Regions from separate parts of the Hordeum vulgare genome. Here region 1 is linked to region 2. The links are chromatin contacts, called in public Hi-C maps. All regions are on one chromosome and are shown on one strand. The core of a region is the stretch at or near the end of the contact, and the rest is flanking DNA. Distances in the headings are between cores, read along the strand shown.

Region 1 (3,792 bases), core at 7-2,506, 280 kb before region 2:
TGTATTTAAAAACGGAGGGAGTAGTTGGCTAGTTGCCATCCCTACCCATCTAACTTCTCCATCTATCCCCACTACGTCACTTCCTAGCCAATCTTCCTACCTTATGAGAAGTTGAGTTACCGTGTAGATGTTTATGTCGAACAAGAGTAAGTTTAGCTTGTATTGTAGTATAGCTTAAATCATATATTTGAAATATAGGAAGGATAAACATGTACTCCCTCCGTCCCAAAATAAGTGTCTTAAGCTTAGTATAATTTTATACTAGAGCTAGTACAAAGTTAAGACAGTTATTTTGGGACGGAGGGAGTAGTACAAAGATGTTTCACTCTCACATATAAAGATTTGACTTAATGCTTTTGTTTCAGCAGGAACAGTGTTCTGGTCAACTGTTTGGGGGGATAAGTGTGGAAAACCCTTCGCCATTTAGGACGTACTCCTACTATAAATTCTGTTGACAAGGCAAAAAAAAAAAAAAATAGACCCGTTTAACTGATTGCAGATGAAGCCCTCGCAAGTGCGTGTATACAGAATTTATAAGGGTGCAAAATCTAACTGGAACCAGAGTTAGCTATAAAGCAAACAAAAATAATCTGCTCAGACGATGCTTACTAGAAGTTGGAATAACAAATATATATAAGCCTTGTTAGTTGTTACCCAAGGCCGCCAAGGCAACGAGAACCAACCAAACTCGCATCAATTTCATAATAGAAAAAGCAACACCACACGAGCTACAAGGAACGACAAGAGGCTAACTAATAGCCATGCATCACACAAACAAATGGGGAGGGCGTCGTCAGTCAGTCAATGAATCACCTTGGAGGGGATGCACCCGACGTTGAGGCAGGTCCCGCCGAGGGTGCCCCGCTTCTCGATGCAGGTGGTCTTGAGCCCCAGCTGCGCCGCCTTGATGGCCGCCACGTACCCGCCCGGGCCGCCGCCGACCACCACGACGTCGCTCTCCTCCGCCGCCGCCGCCGCCGCGTACGCCCTCCACGCCGACAGCGCCGCCGCCCCGGGGGCGTGCGCCCGCCGCGCCACGGCCTCCGCCGCCCTCCGCCTCGCCAGGATAGCCAGCGCCATCTCTCCCTCTCCTTGCGCGCTTTCTGAGGAGGAGGAACAAATGGGAGGCGCCTATGGCGTGGTCTGCTCGATAAATAAAAGTTACTATTTCTTCGTTCTCTGTGCTACCGGGCCGTACGTTGGGCCGAGAGGGAAGTCGCTGGCTGTGAGCCAGCGCCCAATCCTGCAGAGGATATGCCGCTGCCCGCTGCAAGCATTTGTAGACCACTGCTGGGATCCTGGGGAGGCTCTGCCCCCACAAGTCAATTCATTTTGCTATCTCTACATCTCTATCACAACCACTAAAGAAAATCACATGCTTCTCATTCGATCAATCTGTTCCAACAGAGGCATTTCAAAAAGAAAGGGAAAAATCTACTCAGGTTATAAATTGAAGTTATGCACATGGTTTTATTTGCCATTAACTTCGTCGCTGGGAACAAGCATATGGAATGCTCGAGATCTCTAATTTGTAAGTATTTCATATCTTTCAAAGACTCGTATGAGAACAACAGACGTATTTTACATGGACCAACACTCTCTCTTCCGTGAAACGAAACCGTTGATCAGACCAAAAAAAGATGATCGCCGATCGTTACAACTGTTACACGCCTACTTCCCACAGCATACTACAACAACAACAACAACAACAACAACAACAACAACAACAACAACAACAAACAAGACTAACTAATCTACCACGTCCTTGCTCGGACGGCCCCATCCAAAGTTATTCACAGCACACTGCTTGAGATTCCTTCTGGAGCTTCTCCCACAAGCACAGCATGAGCCTCGGGCTCTGATAGTGGGCGAGCACGTAATCAGAATCGCATCCTTCGTTGTAGAAGCGCTCGTCGTTGGCGTAGTTCACTTCCTGGCCGCTCTCTTTGTATTGCTGGATCCATATTCCCATCGCCACATCCTCAAGCTTAAATAGCTGAGGCAGCAACGAGGAAAATCAAGAGAGTTGTCGATGGGTAAACACAAGAAAGAAGTTTATGAACGCATTGCGATGCGAGTTGGTTTATCTTCGAACCTGAAGCGTTCGCTCTAGGTGACCTCGAACCACAAACTTAGCAATGTCCCTTGAAATTATGTATCCCGGACCATGAGCCCATGGCGGATATGTTTCAACAGGCCATTCCTGCGTTCCTCGGGGGTAAGAAAAGCAGCCTAAGAATGATATCTGCGTGCAGGGCAGGGTAACTGGAAACATGCCGTACCTTTGGACTGATAAACCACTTGCTATCCTTGTCTCTGTGTGGTGAAGACTGGAAAGACATAAGACCATACAAAAGACCACGGGGGTTGCTCTTCTTCAGGCTAGACATGACTTCATCAATCCTAACAAAAGCATCGTCATCTGTTTTCATGATGTACTTTGCAGGCATAATTTTGGTCTGCAAATTTGTAGACAAAATATAAGTTTATGTTACCAGGATGTGAATATATTGCTAGATAGTAGATACAGGCTATAGCCCATATCTGGAATTTGAGAAGGCGCTAAACCATGGTGATTTCAGGTTTACTTAACACATACAACATGTATAATAAGTAAACCATAACAAAGGTGTTTGTATCCAGTAAATAACATAAGTTAATAAACCGTGGTCTTCCAAAAACCATTGTAATTTTGGAGTATTTGAAGATCTAGTTATGGTCTACAGAGCAAGGAAAATGAAGTTCTTATAAGCTGCAAACCTGAAAGAGAATACATACCCCAAACATACAAATTGCAACAGTCTTCAGAGTGATCAAGGTATAGTAGTCAACAAATGGCATAAACTGGATATCACCGTACAGCTGAGCTTCTCTCCATAATTCCATATTGACCTGATCATTCTTATGCTGCATTTTAGGCCGAAAAAATGACGATCACATTGGATGAAACCAGTACTAGGTTATAGTAACACTTGAGAAGTTATTTGTCATGGATGAAAACTGAGCTTGAAAAAATTTGTTCCTTCAATTTAACCTTGTCATGTTATTCTTCACAGAAATTCACCTTGGTTACCCAGTGCTAATTTAAGCTTCATGACTGCCATGAATAAAACAAAACCAAGGAAGAAGAAGATCTGCATTGTAGGGATATAGCTGGGATTTTATTAATTTTTCTGCATTTTAAATTTTATCTGCAACAACTTAACTACTGAACAAGGTGCTAGCTGGATTGTTAATGCTATATAAGCCTACTTCAAATGTAAGAGGTAGGAAACAATGAAATATATATTTCTTCAACACAGAAAGTAATAAATATACAAATTTTCTAATCTATTCATTGGTGTATTAGTATAACAAGAAGTTGTTAGTCCAACAAGAAGCAGTGTAAGGGTCTATTTGCATCTTAGGTCCAAAACATTCCTATACAGGATCGACACCCAAAAATTATTATATTATCTTCCCCTTCTTTTTTTTTCTCACTGTAATCAGCTTTGAAGTAACTATGTAACAACTAAGTGAAAACCCATCTGTCACGTGTGGATATAGTCACTAAATGTTCCTCGATCCAAAACAAAATTTAGCAAGTTATACAACACAATGTGATTTTGTTTCATCTAATATCCATATTATAAAGAAACATGGTCAGTCTCTCCCAAGAATGTGAATGGAATTGGTGTTCATGTACTACTACGTAGAAGCTAGTCTGTGTAGATATAATAATTGCCACAGGAAACTGGAAAAACAATTACGATTAGGAAGATCCAAGATATAAGCAAGTTGCACTCAATCCAA
Region 2 (3,726 bases), core at 1,139-3,638:
CTTCCAGCGGTACTACCGCTGGCCCTTGGTAGTGCATAAACACTACTACCGCTAAGAAAGTCTTCGCAAACGGGTCCGTCCACGAACTACCGCTAGGTAGGTGGAACAGGGCACCTGGAGCGGTACTACCGCTGACCAGGGGCGGTACTACCGCTGGACAGCGGTACTACCGCTGAGCAGGGGCGGTACTACCGCCAGCCAGCGGTACTACCGCTGGCAGTCCAGCGGTACTACCGCTGGGACCAGCGGTACTACCGCTGGGGACCATTTTGCCGAGACGCAAAGAACAAACAGGCGAGGGCCGCTCCAAGGATAAAGGAAAGGGAGAAAATAGAGGTGTGCGTGTGCAAAGATAGATTCCACCCAAACCTTTCCACTACGGATCCCCTCTTAATAGTACGGCTTTCCTATGACTCAAATGAAGAGAATCTAGGATAGCGCCGTGCTTCCGTTCCCGAAGAGAGGAGTCGTGTCGTCTTGTGCCGTTGACGAATGTTGCCTGAAACCTTGACACACACGATTAGTCCTGTATGGTACTGTCATCAATCACCAAAATTACTTAGGCATAAATTATGCCTCAACACTCGCTCTCCCAAGGCGAGAAGGAAAAAAAGGAAAAAAAGAAATGAAGGAACACGTTTGCCTTGAAAGAGATAATGTTGGGCGAGTGGAGGGGGAGCCATGGGTCCCATCGGAGTACGTGTTCCGCGCAGGACGCGGATTTCCATAAAATGAATTCAGTCGGCTGATTTTTATACTTTTTCTTAAATTTACTAGTGTGTGCGTATTTAGGCCATATTGGTTTAAAAGTCGTACGACTTTTTTTAGTGTCAACTAAAAAGTCCCTAGTCCCTACCTGTTTGGTTCCAAGGAGTAAATATAGACTAGAGGTTATTAAATGATATGCTAAAAGACCATGCTACATCTACTAATGGACTAGAGGTTATTAAATGACATGCTAAAAGCATGGATACCGTTGAAAAAAGTCTAAAAAAACTCTCTCTTAGAAACTTCTTTCTTTTAGTCTCAAAGTGCCCACTTTTAATCTTTAAAAGTCCTTCATGTTTGATTTTTTTTAAACAAAACACCCTTAAGACCAGGTTAACCCGAACCATCTGCTTACGTGGGCGACGCATGGATATCCTTTCCATCCAGCTGTTCACGTGCCCGATCCAGCTCAGCCTCGCGAAATCTAGTCCATGCCCATCCACGCACGCACATACGTGGCCAGCGTGCGCCCGCCACACCACCTCGCCGGTCCACGACGGGCCACCGGCCCCGGCCCCCCGCCCCCGCTCGCGCGCCGCGTTTCCTACCGTTGCAGTCGACGGGCATGGGTCGCGCCGCCGCCGCCGCCGTGACGGCTACAGCAGACCGGTGGGTGGCGCGGCAGTCGGCGTCGTCGCACCCGCACCTGGACCGCATCGCACGAGGAAAAACGCCACGGCCGTAAAAGCTCGCAACAGAGTAACAGACCGCTCCTCGTCCTGAGCACACTAGTAGTACGATCCAAATCATCTAAGAACAAAAGGTAAACTATTTACGCCCTCCCCTTTGCACCCACTGATCTGATCTGCAGTGTCCCCTTTGCACTCACTGATCCAAAATGGCATGCAACGTAGTCCAAATAGAAAGCAGAAGCTCCAAAGTAAAGCATGATAAGTACTCTCTTCGTTTCTAAATATAAGTTTTTTAAAAGTTTTCACTAAAATACTATATACGGGTGTATAAACATACTTTAGAGTGTAGATACACTTATTTTGCTCCGTATGTAGTCCCCTAATGAAATCTCTAAAAGGACTTATATTGAGGAACTGAGGAAGTAGAACCAAAGTCTGCTGCTAATTCTTGTTAGTTCCAAAGTAAAGCACTAAGTAGAACAAAAGTTTGCTGCCAATTCTTGTTTGTTGTGTAAAATGAAGCGGATAAATATGTTCTTCTAAAGATTCTTTATGCTTTGGTTTGCTTCTGAACTTCCATGTTAGCCTGTTAGTTTTTATTCCCTTGATTTTTAAAATTTTGCTGGTAGATTGGCTAGCAGAAGAAACAGTCAGTATTTTTTTTAAATCTTGGACTGTATGACAAAGCTATTTGACTAAGTGGTAAAACTGTAACAAGAATCTCTCTTCTTTGTATGCTAATGTATTATTGAGGATCTAGCGGTGAAGCCATAGGGTAAAATAGCACAGGAATTCATGGAGTTTTTTGAACTAGATTATTTAACATGATTTCATGCATATATTTATTTACCTGTTCATGTACTCCCTTCGTCCGAAATTATTATTATAGGTCACCGCTAATCTAGATACATCCATTCTTATGATAAGTATTTTCAGACGGAGGGAGTTATTATTAAAGGTCACCACTTATGTATTCCTATTCCTGTTAGGTTGGTATAGAAAATTTTCTGACTGGGGATCAAGGCTTTAATGTTACTACTGGAGCAGTTTGTACATTTTTTGACCTTCTTTACTGGACATAAGGGGGAATAGGGAGGCCATCCTAGTAGATGACTATACATGTGGGTGTTTGCGTGTACCATCATTGTATTTAGGGTTTGAGGCGCTAATCTAGATGTTTTTTTAAATGTAATCTAGATGTTCGTTACCTTGATGTTCGATGGAGAATAAATTGTTATTTCTGGAGCGGCGGTCAATAAACAGAGCCCTTCAGTGTTTACTTGGTGCATGAGAAGTTGTATTTTCTTCGGAGTTGTCATGCCGGCATAACCTCAGTTGAACCAAGAGCTGTGGCATGCGTGCTTCAGCGGGTTGATTGATAAACTCGAGCCAACAAGGGAGCGGATGTTTCATCGCCGCCTCTGATGGTAAGCATGATCATTTCTATCTCGGTACTGGTGTCACAGGAGCAGGCCTGTGCATTAACAAGTATGCTTTGTTAAAAATGTAAACCTGCCTGTTGCGATATCCGAGAGAGTTCTGCTGCCAATTTTTGTACTGTACGTACTACGTTGTGGTTTTGTGCATATACTTGCGTCGACTCGTCACCTGTGGTAAGTTGTAAATTGGTCTTGTCTAAGCAGTGCCCGCTCCTGTCATCAAGCAGTACATGAGTGCCCTCCGTTCCTAGTGATGCATGGAGATCGGTACTGATGAGCAATTATCACCCTCACTAAAGCTGTGGCGACAGCAGGCGTCAGTGCGGACTTGCACCGTGAGTACTTTCCACGAGTCAAGGTAAAAAGATCCACAGGCTAAAACAACAATATGGCATACAGGATAGAGATGAGAGGCGAAGGCAAGCCGAGCAATGCGTCCGCATCGCTGCGCATGATCCTACTGCACTACTGCTGTGCTGCTTGTTGGTGCTGAATGGTGTTGGTTTCGGCCTCAGCTGCTCACGCGCGCGCTCCCCCCACCACTCTGACTCCGCCACCCGCGGCCACCGCACCGCTCTCCTCCTCCACCCTACCGTTGCCTCGCCACAACGCCACGGCCACCCAGGTCGCGCGCACGTGTCCCCGCCTCATCTCCCACCTCACCTACTCTCTCCCGGTCGGCCTCAGCTCAGCTCACTCCCCCCCGCGCTCCAGCCCATGTAAATGTCTCGCAATCCCCACGCCACCTCCAATGCCGCCCGCAATGGCCACGCTCACCACGACCGCCCCTCCTCCGCCCCTCATCCTGCTCACCACCCTCCTCCTCCTCCTCCTCGCTGACGCCGCCGCGGTGCGTTTCGACTACGCGACCCTCACCCTCGCCACGC

Evidence for each region. Hi-C and Micro-C count contacts between places; a contact is called where the count stands out from the background.
Region 1: a contact with region 2 is called in a Hi-C map of seedling, with 5 times the contacts expected there. The contact joins the promoter of LOC123409249 here to the promoter of LOC123409055 in region 2. A contact is called at or near these places in 2 of 6 Hi-C or Micro-C datasets (leaf and seedling).

Annotation. Positions count from the first base shown.
Region 1 is chr1H:38,009,324-38,013,115 of MorexV3_pseudomolecules_assembly, reverse strand. LOC123409249 (dihydrolipoyl dehydrogenase 1, mitochondrial-like) reads right to left here and starts at 1,256. Exons shown (of 2, transcript XM_045102226.1): 1 at 814-1,256. The coding sequence starts at 1,080. LOC123409150 (hydroxyproline O-galactosyltransferase GALT3) reads right to left here. Exons shown (of 7, transcript XM_045102149.1): 4 at 2,779-2,907; 5 at 2,283-2,459; 6 at 2,096-2,203; 7 at 1,522-1,996. The coding sequence ends at 1,790.
Region 2 is chr1H:37,732,061-37,735,786 of MorexV3_pseudomolecules_assembly, reverse strand. LOC123409055 (L-type lectin-domain containing receptor kinase VIII.1-like) reads left to right here and starts at 2,388. Exons shown (of 1, transcript XM_045102074.1): 1 at 2,388-3,726. The coding sequence starts at 3,333.